2 separate regions of the Mus musculus genome follow, and region 1 is linked to region 2. A link is a contact called in public promoter capture Hi-C data. All regions are on one chromosome and are shown on one strand. Each heading gives the region's core, a stretch centred on a gene start, on an enhancer-like site or on the middle of the called end of the contact. The rest is flanking DNA. Distances are from core to core; before and after follow the strand shown.

The links. Promoter capture Hi-C pulls out the DNA fragments that hold promoters and counts their contacts.
Region 1: a contact with region 2 is called in a promoter capture Hi-C map of embryonic stem cells, with 2.8 times the contacts expected there. The contact joins the enhancer-like site here to the promoter of Omp in region 2. A contact is called at or near these places in 1 of 39 promoter capture datasets (embryonic stem cells), 1 of 15 datasets of contacts at CTCF or cohesin (large pre-B cells), 4 of 484 Hi-C or Micro-C datasets (the N1E-115 cell line, Sertoli cells, embryonic limb bud and 1 more), 11 of 115 datasets of contacts at active chromatin or transcription factors (the 230-238 cell line, bone marrow-derived macrophages, embryonic basal ganglia and 4 more) and 1 of 9 other capture datasets (liver).

The regions. Positions count from the first base shown.
Region 1 is chr7:97,755,733-97,760,905 of GRCm38.p6, forward strand. It overlaps Gm39050 (a long non-coding RNA gene), which reads right to left. Exons shown (of 3, transcript XR_869802.2): 3 at 3,592-4,066. Among named protein-coding and RNA genes, the nearest start is that of Aqp11, 20 kb to the left of the region's middle. Within about 2 kb of position 1,434, at least 116 of the 459 cell types and tissues checked have an H3K27ac peak or open chromatin away from gene starts, as enhancers often do. A contact at or near this core is called in the N1E-115 cell line, Sertoli cells, embryonic stem cells and 1 more, where this site is marked.
Region 2 is chr7:98,142,780-98,148,122 of GRCm38.p6, forward strand. It overlaps Omp (olfactory marker protein), which reads right to left and starts at 2,668. Exons shown (of 1, transcript NM_011010.2): 1 at 580-2,668. The coding sequence starts at 2,639. The coding sequence ends at 2,148. The region is part of intron 3 of Capn5 (calpain 5); the gene reads right to left.

The DNA.
Region 1 (5,173 bases), core at 184-2,683, 390 kb before region 2:
AAATAAACCTACCTACAGGGCAGTGTGTTAATTGGCCCAAATGGTGCTCCAGGACCCGCTGCAGGGGTGGTCCTCGGCCAGTGGGAGGAGCTTGCGCTTGGCAGTCAGAAAGGTCTGGTTTGATTTCCAGCTCTGTCCCTCTCTCACCACATTGCTTTGGGCAAGTCACTGGCTGGCTTCTGGGCACAAACATGGGGCACAAGCGTGGGTACTTCGTGTTTCAGAATGTTGAAGGAACAAGTGAGTCCACGTGTCAAGTGCACATCCCGTGCCAGGCACACAGGAAGTGCAGCATACAGTCTTAATTACTTTACAGCAATCTAACTATTCTTTTTTTTTTTCTTTTTACCTTGTTGGTTTTAAAAATAGATGTAAAAATATAGAAGTATATGAAGCAGAGGTGAACTTTCCGTTGCAAACTTCCCAGTGTTCTTTCTATGGGAGGAATCTGCTTAAATTAAAACTTTAGCCTGTATTTTTCCAGACAGTTTTTTTTTTTTTAGTCTTTAAATATATGCAGGCATATGCATCTGTAATCATGTATATATTTAAAACAAAAGTGGATTTTTTTTTTTTTAGATACTTTCTCTGTGTAGCCCTGGTATCCTAGAACTCACTCTGGAGACTAGAGAGCAACCTGCCTCGGCCTCCTGAGTGCTGGGATTAAAGGTGTGTACTTGGTCCCCCAAAATGGAATCGTACTCTTTGCTCTGAAATCTCCTTTTGATTTATACTATAGAGCACCTGTGTGTGTGTGTGTGTGTGTGTGTGTGTGTGTGTGTGTGTGTGTGCAGTTATAGAGGCCAGAGGGCAAAGCTGTCTACCTCCTTTGAAACGTGTCTCCATTGTCCTGGAACTCACAGAATCGTCTAACTGGCTAGCCCAGGAACCACAAAGATCCCTGTGTCTATCTTCCCAGCGCTGAGATCACAGGCTCATGCCACCATGTTTGGCGTTTTTACATGGGCTCTGGGAATCAAACTCAGGTCCTCACACTCGCAAGGCAACGGAGAAATGCCTATAGCATTTTATGTCAGTTCATGAGGCTCTGTAGATATGGTTTCATAAATTTCATTCCTATGCATTTGCTCCCAGCTGTGGGCATTTATATATGCTAGAATCTGGCAATACTGCAACGGTTCTAACGTCCCTCTATAACGTCACAGGAGGATTTTTTTTTTTTAATTTTGGTTTTGTTTTATTGTTGTTTTGTTTTATACTAAGACCCCAGTATTCTTGGCTTTTTCTACGTTTCTAAGCTGCATGCCGAGAGGGACTGTCTTCTCTGGTCCCACTGATTTCTTAACAAACTGAGGTGTGGTTTGATTTAGAGAAAATATCAGCCTCAGTGGAGAAAAGAGTCCGGCTGCTCTCTGCTGTCTGCCTGGGTGGCTGGAGGACGGTGACACAGCTGCCGTTGTCAGGGCTGAACACAGCAGAGGGCTGGGTGAGTCACAGTTTTATTTGTGAAAAGCCCGCAAAGATCCTGTGAGGTGGGATCCTGAGAGAACCAAACAATAAAACCTTCTCTCAAAAGAAATCCCAGTGGATGTGGGGATGAAAAGGTGGGTGAGGAAAGAAGCGGGTGGAGAAGTTCACTTTCCCCTCCTGTTGTCCTGGTGGCTTTTCAAGAGGACGGTGCAGGAGAAAGATGGTTTCAAAATGGGGACTGGGGGCGGGGGAGGTCTGGCCCTGCCTTATGTAAGAGCACCTGACATGCGCGGTACAATCAGTCCCAGGCAGACTCCTCAGAAAGATCGCTTTGTAAACCACTCTTGGCTCAGGGGAGGCCAACAATTGCCAACAATTGGCCTTTGTCCTTGCGGCTCTCCCATCATCCCACTATAAAGCTTCTGGTTCAAACCACTGGGAGGTTTGGGCAAGAAGAAATTCTTCCATTGTCTGTTAGGAATGAGATCAATAAGGTGACGTAACCCATGATGTAAGGCTTGCCCCGGGTTCCGGCTGGTCCAGGTGCAGGAATCACAAGAGGCCTCCTTACTGCACGTATTTCTTTAGGCCCTTAGGCAACCTGGCCACACAGTGTGAAATCTTCAGCACCTTCCCTTTCCCCTTTCTGCCTTATAACCACCCTCGCCCATGACCCCACAACAGGCTCCCTGGTTTCTTGGACTAGAGATCTCCCTTCTGCAGCCTCTTTCCAAACCCAGCCTATACTGCTGCAGAGTCACACGTTCTTTTGTCTGTCTGTCTGTCTGTCTGTCCTTCTTGCCAGCTGTATCCTACATTCTCAGCCCCAGAGGCTCGAGGTTAAGTGACAGCACAAAGACACAAGTGGATAAATTCAGACTATGAGGTGGACCATGAAGCAACTGAACTAGTTTAATCATCGCATCAACATCACAAGAAGAAACAAATACACCAAGGGATGTAGGTGGAATGAGGGGAATTGTCCTAGATTTTAAAATTCAAAAGCTGGGGCTGCGGAGATGGCTCGTCAGGTGTCGGGTAACGGCACTTGCCACACATACTTGGCAACCTGAGTTCAGTTGCCTGAACCCACAGAAAGGTGGAAGGAAGGACCTCACTCCACAGAGTTGTTCTGTGATCTCCACATTCATATGTGGTTCGTGTGCCTCCCCTCCCCCAACACATACACGATAAATAAATAAAAATTATATTCAAATGCATGCAAGAACCCTTGTTTGAATCCTGATTTTAATAAGATGTCACAAAATGGCATTTCTTTAGATTTTTTTTTTTTTCCCGAGACAGGGTTTCTCTATATAAACCTAGCTGTTCTGGAACTAACTTTGTAGTCCAGGCTGGCCTCGAACTCAGAAATCCGCCTGCCTCTGCCTCCCAAGTGCTGGGATTAAAGGAGCGTGCCACCACGTCCGGCTTCTTTAGATTTCTGAAAGCAAAAGCTAAGAAACAGATGCACTGGAGTACTGTGAGTTTTTAAAGCATTTTCTTGGCTGTGATGTGTAGGAATATCTGCATGTGAAGTATTGAGGGAGGAGATTACAGGAGGTCTGGGATTCACCTTAAAATGTCTACTCGGATAAAGCAGACGTGCATGTGTGGTGGTAGGCAGTCCTGGTAAGTGTTGAAAATGGGAGATATGTACTTTTATACAATCCTGTCTAATGTTGTTGATTAAAGACTTCATAATAAAATGGTAGTGTGGGACCAGCTAGATGGTTAACAGGTAAAGGTGTTTGCCATCCAATCCTGAATTTAGTCTTTGGAACTTTTGTAAAGGCTTTGAAAGGAGAGGACCAACTCCAGCAAGTTCTGCTCTGACCTGGCACCTGCTGTGGCATGTGACCCTCTTCCCCCATGCACATTCACAATAATAAAGCACATTAACACTTTAAAATGAAAAATAGAAGCTGGAGCGTGGTGGCACATGCCTTTTATCCCAGCACTCAGGAGGCAGAGGCAGTAGGATCTTTGTGAGTTCAAGGCCAGCCTGGTGTACTAACTGAGCTCCAGGACAGCCAAGACTAGACAAGGAAAGAAATCCTGTCTCAAAACAACAACAACGACAAACCAAACGAGAGAGAGAGAGAGAGAGAGAGAGAGAGAGAGAGAGAGAGAGAGAGAGAGAGAGAGAGAGAGAACGGGAGGAAAGAAAAAAACAAAAAAGAAAGAAAAGATTAAAAAAGAAATGGAAGCATGGGAGAGGCAGAACCGAGATGCTCCATGGACAGTTCAGCCTGACTCCTGATATCCAAGTCCTGGCTCTGGCCACCTGCTGCTCTCCAGCTTCATCACTGGCCACAGTGGGGCTGAAGCACATCTGGCTGCAGCGATCACACCTGGAGGCAGCGGTGAGCTCATGGAAGGAAGGGCTTCTGGGAGGTGAGAGCTTATGCTTTTCATTACTGCCCACACCTGAGCTGGCACCTCGGCAGGTACAGCGAGCAGAGCAGAGCGCTGAGCAGCTGCGGGTGTTCTTTTGCATCTGAGGAAGGTGAACCACTTTGCTGACTCACTGGGGGAATAGTTTCTGATTCTGTGAGTAGCTGAAAGACATCTTCCTCTTCCCTCTCCACTTCTTCCACCACACTGCCATATTGATGCAATCTACTTGACATTCCTACTAAAAAACAAACAAAAAAGAAAAAGAAAAGAAAAAAAAGTAAAAACTCAAAGTTAATTTACAGAATGAGGACATTACCTTGGTTTTTTTGGCCGGTGGTGGCGCACACTTTTAATCCCAGCACTTGGGAGGCAGAGGCAGAGGCAGGCGGATTTCTGAGTTCGAGGCCACCCTGGTCTACAAAGTGAGTTCCAGGACAGCCAAAGCTATACAGAGAAACCCTGTCAAACTCGAAGAGGTAGATGCCAATAAGTGCTTGCTGACAGGAGCCTGATATAGCTGCCTCCTGAGAGGCTCTGCCAGTGCCTGGCTAATACAGAAGTGGATGCTCATCCATTGGACGGAGCACAGGGTCCCCAATGGAGGAGCTAGAGAAAGTACCCAAGGAGCTGAAGGGGTTTGCAGCCCTATAAGAGGAACAACAATATGAACTAACCAGTACCCCCAGAGCTCCCGGGAACTAAACCACCAGCCAAATAAAACACATGGTGGGACTTGAGGCTCTAGCTGCATATGTAGCAGAGGATGGCCTAGTCAGTCATCAATGGGAGGAGAGGCCCTAGGTCCTGTGAAGGTTCTAAACCCCAGTATAGGGGAATGCCAGGGCCAGGAAGCAGGAGTGGGTGGGTTGGTGAGCAGGGGATGGGGGTGGGGGATAGGGGAGTTTCAGAGGAGAAACCAGGAAAGGGAATAACATTTGAAATGTAAATTAAAAAAATAGCTAATAAAAAATAATATAAAAATGTGGTGGTGGGGGGGCACCTGCATGCATGCCACATTGCATGTGAAAAAGTCAGGAAACAACGTCAGAGGCCGACTCTCTCCTTCCACCAATGGTTCTGGGAACCGAACTCAAGTTGTCAGGACGAACACATTTACCGTGGAGACCTCTGGCCTGTGCTAAGATATTTTTCTTTAAAGACCGATTGCAACTGGGCATGTTCTTATTTTCTGGAGTGATCAGGACTGAGAGCTTGATCGGTTTTGGCCTGATGGACATTTGTCCCATTTGCCTTCTCAGCTTTTCTTTCTCCTCCTTTGTCAAAGGATTTCCTTTCCTTTGGAAAAGTCTATGCCTACCTAAGCCCCGCCTTCTTTTCGCCA
Region 2 (5,343 bases), core at 1,418-3,917:
CCACAGGAGGTCACAGTTGTGAGATCAAAGGTCCAGGAGCTGAAAGCTCAACTCCCAGTCCACGCCTCCATGCCCCAGGATAGAGGCCTCCTCCACTGGGCCTCAGCTGTCCCTATCCAAATACAGGCTGAACCCTGAAAGACCAGTGGGGCGCTAAGGTGATGCCACTGTCAGCTACCCCAATGCCAAGATCAGAGGATGCAGCACAGAACCAGACTCTATTTGGAAGGTCAAGCCCAGGAGAAGGTCAGGGGCTTCTAGAGGGCACAGCCAAACAGTGACCAAGACCAAGCTAAATTAGTATCAGTCCTACCCGCTACACTCCCCTGCCCCAAGCATAGCTTTAGCATGCTCTTTCATACCCTAGAGGATTGGTACCTGCAGGGCAGCCAGGAAACCTGGCTGACAGGTGAAACTCAATCCTCATGAGAGATCTCATGGCTCGGCCTCATCCTCAAGGCTGGCAGGGTGGAGTTGCTCAGAGCTACAGGGCCCATGAGAGAAGGATTCTGATGCTATGGGCTTGCAGCAAGATGTGCAAACCACACCACGGAGGCACACACACCACACCACAGAGGGGAGGGCACACAGTCTTTATTGTGAAACAGGCACAACAGAGACACTCATGTCCCCACAGGGCAGACGGATCCGAGTGAGGCAGAGTTGGGGCACAGGCAGTGTGAACCAAAGGGGTCTCTAAAGCTGTAGGGAGAGGTCAGGAAGAGAAGCAGAAAGGCAGAGGCACTGTCTGGGTGTGGCTCCCTAGAGTCAGCAGAGTCCAGAAGCACCGGCCAGTGCTTCGGCAAGCATGTTATGGAGCAGAGGCACCGGCTCAAGAGACACCGGTACCACAGCCTATCTCCTGCCTCCAGAATCCTGCACCTGAGCTGGGGTTTGCAGTCCTGGCAGCTCACCAGCTGGGACAGATCCTACCTTCAGTATGCCCGAGGGAGGCAGCCTTGAGACAGTCAGGGGACACTGCTGAGGTACCTCTGGCTGATGCTAGGTAACAGGCAATGGAAGGCTTTCAGGATGTGCAAGGCGAGGGACAATGAGACTTGGGGTAGAGCTGAACCTGCTAACTGTGCCACCGTTTTCCTGTCAGTTTAGGCATCACAGTCAGATAGCTCCAGCCCACTTCAGACGTCAGGCATCCTAACTGCCCCCACCCAAGCCTTACTTAGGGGTCTGCACTCCAGGAGAACAGCCAGGATATGCCCAGGGGGGTGACAGCAGGGCACAACACCAGCGAGCAGCAAATGCCAGCCTTCCTAACAGGGACATCACTGTTGCTAGCTCAGAGCCCTGGACCCCTCTAACTCTGCTACACCATTCGAGTCTCAGTCTCCCAGTTCAAAAAGCACTGCACCAAGGACGCCTCAGTCAGGATCACCTCCACCAAGTCCACAAGCCAGTACCAGCTCAATAATTAAACTAAAGTTAGCCTTACTCCTCACCAGGACTAGCCCTCAGGCCCACATCCATACAAATAGTTATGCCATCTCTCAATACCCATATGAGCGTGGGTGGCTAGAGTTGTTTCAGTTTCTACACGCTCTCTCACTTCTCCATAAAAACCAGGCCCAGACCTGGAAAAGCAGTCAGATCAAGCCCCGCTGTCATCCTGCCCAGTGTCTTGAAGGCCCTAAGGTCACAGCGGGCTGCTGCCGACACTGGGAGGAGAACCTTCCTGCTGCCAGAGGCTGGGCATTCGCCTCCTGGCTCCAGCTTTGGCCAGCAGGGCAAACGCCTTCTTGCCAGGTTCCCCGGAAGGTGTTCCTGTCCAGTCTCAGTCTCCCATCCCTGAAGGGAGGAATCAGTGCTGGCCGTTTGCATCTCTTGGTCAGTCTCTTTATCTCTCAGTCCCGCTCTTCACCACAGGGGGCCCATCCATCTTCCCACGTGGACCCAAAAGGCCTCTACAGTCTATAGTAGCAGCATCCGGCTTCTAGACTACGGAGCCATGGGACATCACTGTGAGCCGCAGCACTGGCACCAGGGAAAAGGAGGGGATGTAGCACTCGGGGGAACTCTGGCCAAGATGAGCACAGGAGGAGCAGCTAGAAGAATGTCCCCAAAATACACATGAGGAAGGAGATCCAGGCAAGGGAGAGGTGGGGCCAGGGGTAGGGCAGCCAGGGCTGTCATCAGAGCTGGTTAAACACCACAGAGGCCTTTAGGTTGGCAGGCTCCACGCCCTCGCCAAAGGTGATGAGGAAATACATGACCTTGCGGATCTTGGCCAGATCAGAAAGGCGCTCCCCAAACTCCAGGGCGTCTGCCTCATTCCAATCCATGGCGTCGGAGTCTTCCTTGCGCCAGAAGATGGCGGCGGGGTCCAGCAGCTGGCGTGTCATGAGGTTGGTGAGGTCGGGCGTCCAGTTCTGCGAGGTGCCCGTGATGGTGACCTTGCCGGGCTTGTCCAGAACCACGTTCCAGTGATCGAACTGCAGCTTCTGCTGCTGGATGAAATCGAGGCGGTAGACGGACTCAGCCGGCCGGATCAGCTTCTCACCATCCTGCTTCTTCTCCCCACGCTGCTTCAGGCTCTCTACTCGGAGCCGCATCTGCTGGGTCAGGTCCTGGTCCAGAACCAGCGGCATCTCCAGCTGCTGCTTCTGCGGCCCATCCTCTGCCATGGCCCAAGTGCTACAGCGATTGCCACTGCCACCACTACCACCAGCGTCAGGGAATCAAGTGGGCTGGATCCTCCGATGCCAAGAGAAGAGGCCACCTGAAGGCCCGCCTCCCTTTCCAGCCTTTCTGGCCCCACCCAGTTCTCAGAACAGGGGACACAGGAGTGTGTGTGTCCAACTGCCTCCTAACTGGTAAAGCTGTGCTGTAGGCAGGCTGGAGGGTGATGGGCTCCCTGGGGACCAGAGCACTGATATCAACTGCTGTGGCAACCACCTTGACTACAGTGGTAGTGGCAAGCTGGAGCTTTGCTTGTTTGTGAAGAATGGAATACTCCACAGGGCTGTTGGGAGATAGGTGAGGTTATAGACACATGGAGGTAACCGAAGACTGTCCAGGAAAGAGGTGGCAGGGCGGGGTAGCACCGGTGGCACACATTTCAGTTTTCTGTAGTCAGCCAAGCCAACTTTCCATGGTTGCCTCCTCCTCCGCACCCCCCACCCCACTCTGTCATAGCCCCTGTCAGGTCCTGTCAGGTGCCCTGGTGTCTCCCTCTCCTTTATCACCATCAGGACCCAGCCCAGCTGTCACCTCCCATCTGAACCTGCAGCTCTCAAATCCCAAATCATCTGCCAGACAGACGGCTGGCTCGGCTCCCAGAGGCCGTGGTTTGATCGATCCAACCACATAGCCACAGGATTGGCTCTCACGTCCACCAAAATCCTACCAGCCATTCCGCCTAAACTGATCCTCCACCTCCCGTGGGAGACGTGAGGCCAGGGAAGAAGCTGGGGACCTACAAGGGAATGTCAGTGGGAGGTGGAACCCAGGCAGTGTATGTGGACAGATGGCAGAACTGGAGTCTGTGAGTGCCTCTGAGTGGTGGAGACAGAGATGCTGCTGTCTCGGAACATCACACACACACACACACACACACACACACACACACACACACACACACACACACACACGAAAGAGGCATGGGGTGAGGTGTAGTAGCTGGAACCACTGGAACGGTCTAGGGGATCAGAAGTACATTCTATTGCCAGATGGAGGTCAACTGAACCACTCGGGGTTTGGGGTTATGACCAGCACAGAGCCCCATGATGCACGATGGGCAACTTGCCTGCTCTGTTCTATTTGTTTGTTTGTGTTTGTTTTGTGTTGTGTTGTTTGGCGCAGGGCCGCACTGTGTAGCCATCCAGGCTGGCCTCAGGCTCCCAGAAACCCTCCTGCTTGAGCCTCCCACGTGCTGGGCTCACAGGTATGAGTCACCACGGCAAACTGTTTTATTTTGTTTTGTTTGTAGAGTACTGGGAATTGAACTCAAGGGCTCTGTAACTGAACCACACGCCCTAGATCAGTTCCTTTTTATTTTAAGGCAGGACCTCAGTAAGTTGCCGAGACTGGTTTCAATCTCACAATCCTCCTGCCTCAGCCTCTCCAGTGGGGGTTTTGGGATGAAGGAGAAGCTCAGAGGTGTCAGTATAGAGTGCTCAGCTGGCACAGACAAGATCCTGGATTCAGACCCCAGTGCTGAGAAAAATCAACCTCAACCCCTGGGGTGAGCCCTTGGGGCCACTAGCAGCAATTCCCGAAGACAGAATTGGAAAGAGATGAGGTGAAGCTGCCTGCTCACCGGCTGGCCCTGGGCGTGAGCCTGAGAGCTGTCACTGAGGCAGTGCTACTTACGCTCTGACGAGAAACCGCTTCAGTGCTCCCAGCACTACACACTGATCTTAAAGAGTTTTTTCGTTGCATTTATTTGTTTATTTATTCATTTATTGTGTGCCTACATGTGCATGTGTGGACTCGTGAGGCTGGGGGGCAATCTGAGGGCGTCGGTTCTCTCCAAGCACTATAAAGGTCCAGGACTGAGGCCGACTGTTAGGCAACAAGCCCCTGTCTCCCCCAGCCACATGGCAAGCTCAGCTTGTGTCTGTGTGTTTGTTCCCATGTCTGAGGGAGTGATGTGTGTGTGTGTGTGTGTGTGTGTGTGTGTGTGTGTTTGTGTGAGTGTGAATAAGTGCAAATGAGTGTGTGGTGTGACAACTGGTGTGTATGAGTAGGGTGCTGGGGACACAAGCCCAAGCTCTGCCTAAGGCAGGCAGGTGCTTTCCCACTGAGCTGGCCCCCAGCTCTTGCTCTGTGTCTAGGATATCTCTGGTGGACCAGACGCCCTGACAGGGCAGGTGTTACATCTGTCTTGTTCGTCACGGTATGTGAGAACAGGGCTTGCCATGCTCAGAGGGAAGGGAGAGGGGCTCAGAAGGCAGAATAAATGGCAGGAATGCTGAATGAATGAATGAATGAATGAATGAATGAATGAATGAATGAATGACAAAAGGTGATTAAGGGACTCAGAGGTCTAGAAGGTGAAGTAGAGATTCTCTGAAGCGTTTCAGGAAAAGGCGGGGGAGGTCTAGACAAGCTGTAGAGACATCAGTAAGTGGTTGAAGGTCAACATGGACGGAGCCGATGCCAAGAACCAGAGCTATGGGGGTCAAGGGCAGAGGGCAGAGATTAACCTCATAGACACAATTATCTCCAGAAAGGCTGAGAAATTAGAAGTGGCAAGCACTTTGTGCCAGGCAAAAAGCCAGCACAGCAGGCTGGCAAGGACAGCAACATCGGAGGCTGAGGCCGAGAAAGCTGGCATCTGTGCAGACACTCACAGGGGGAAAAGTAGGGTCCGTGCATCCCGAGGGA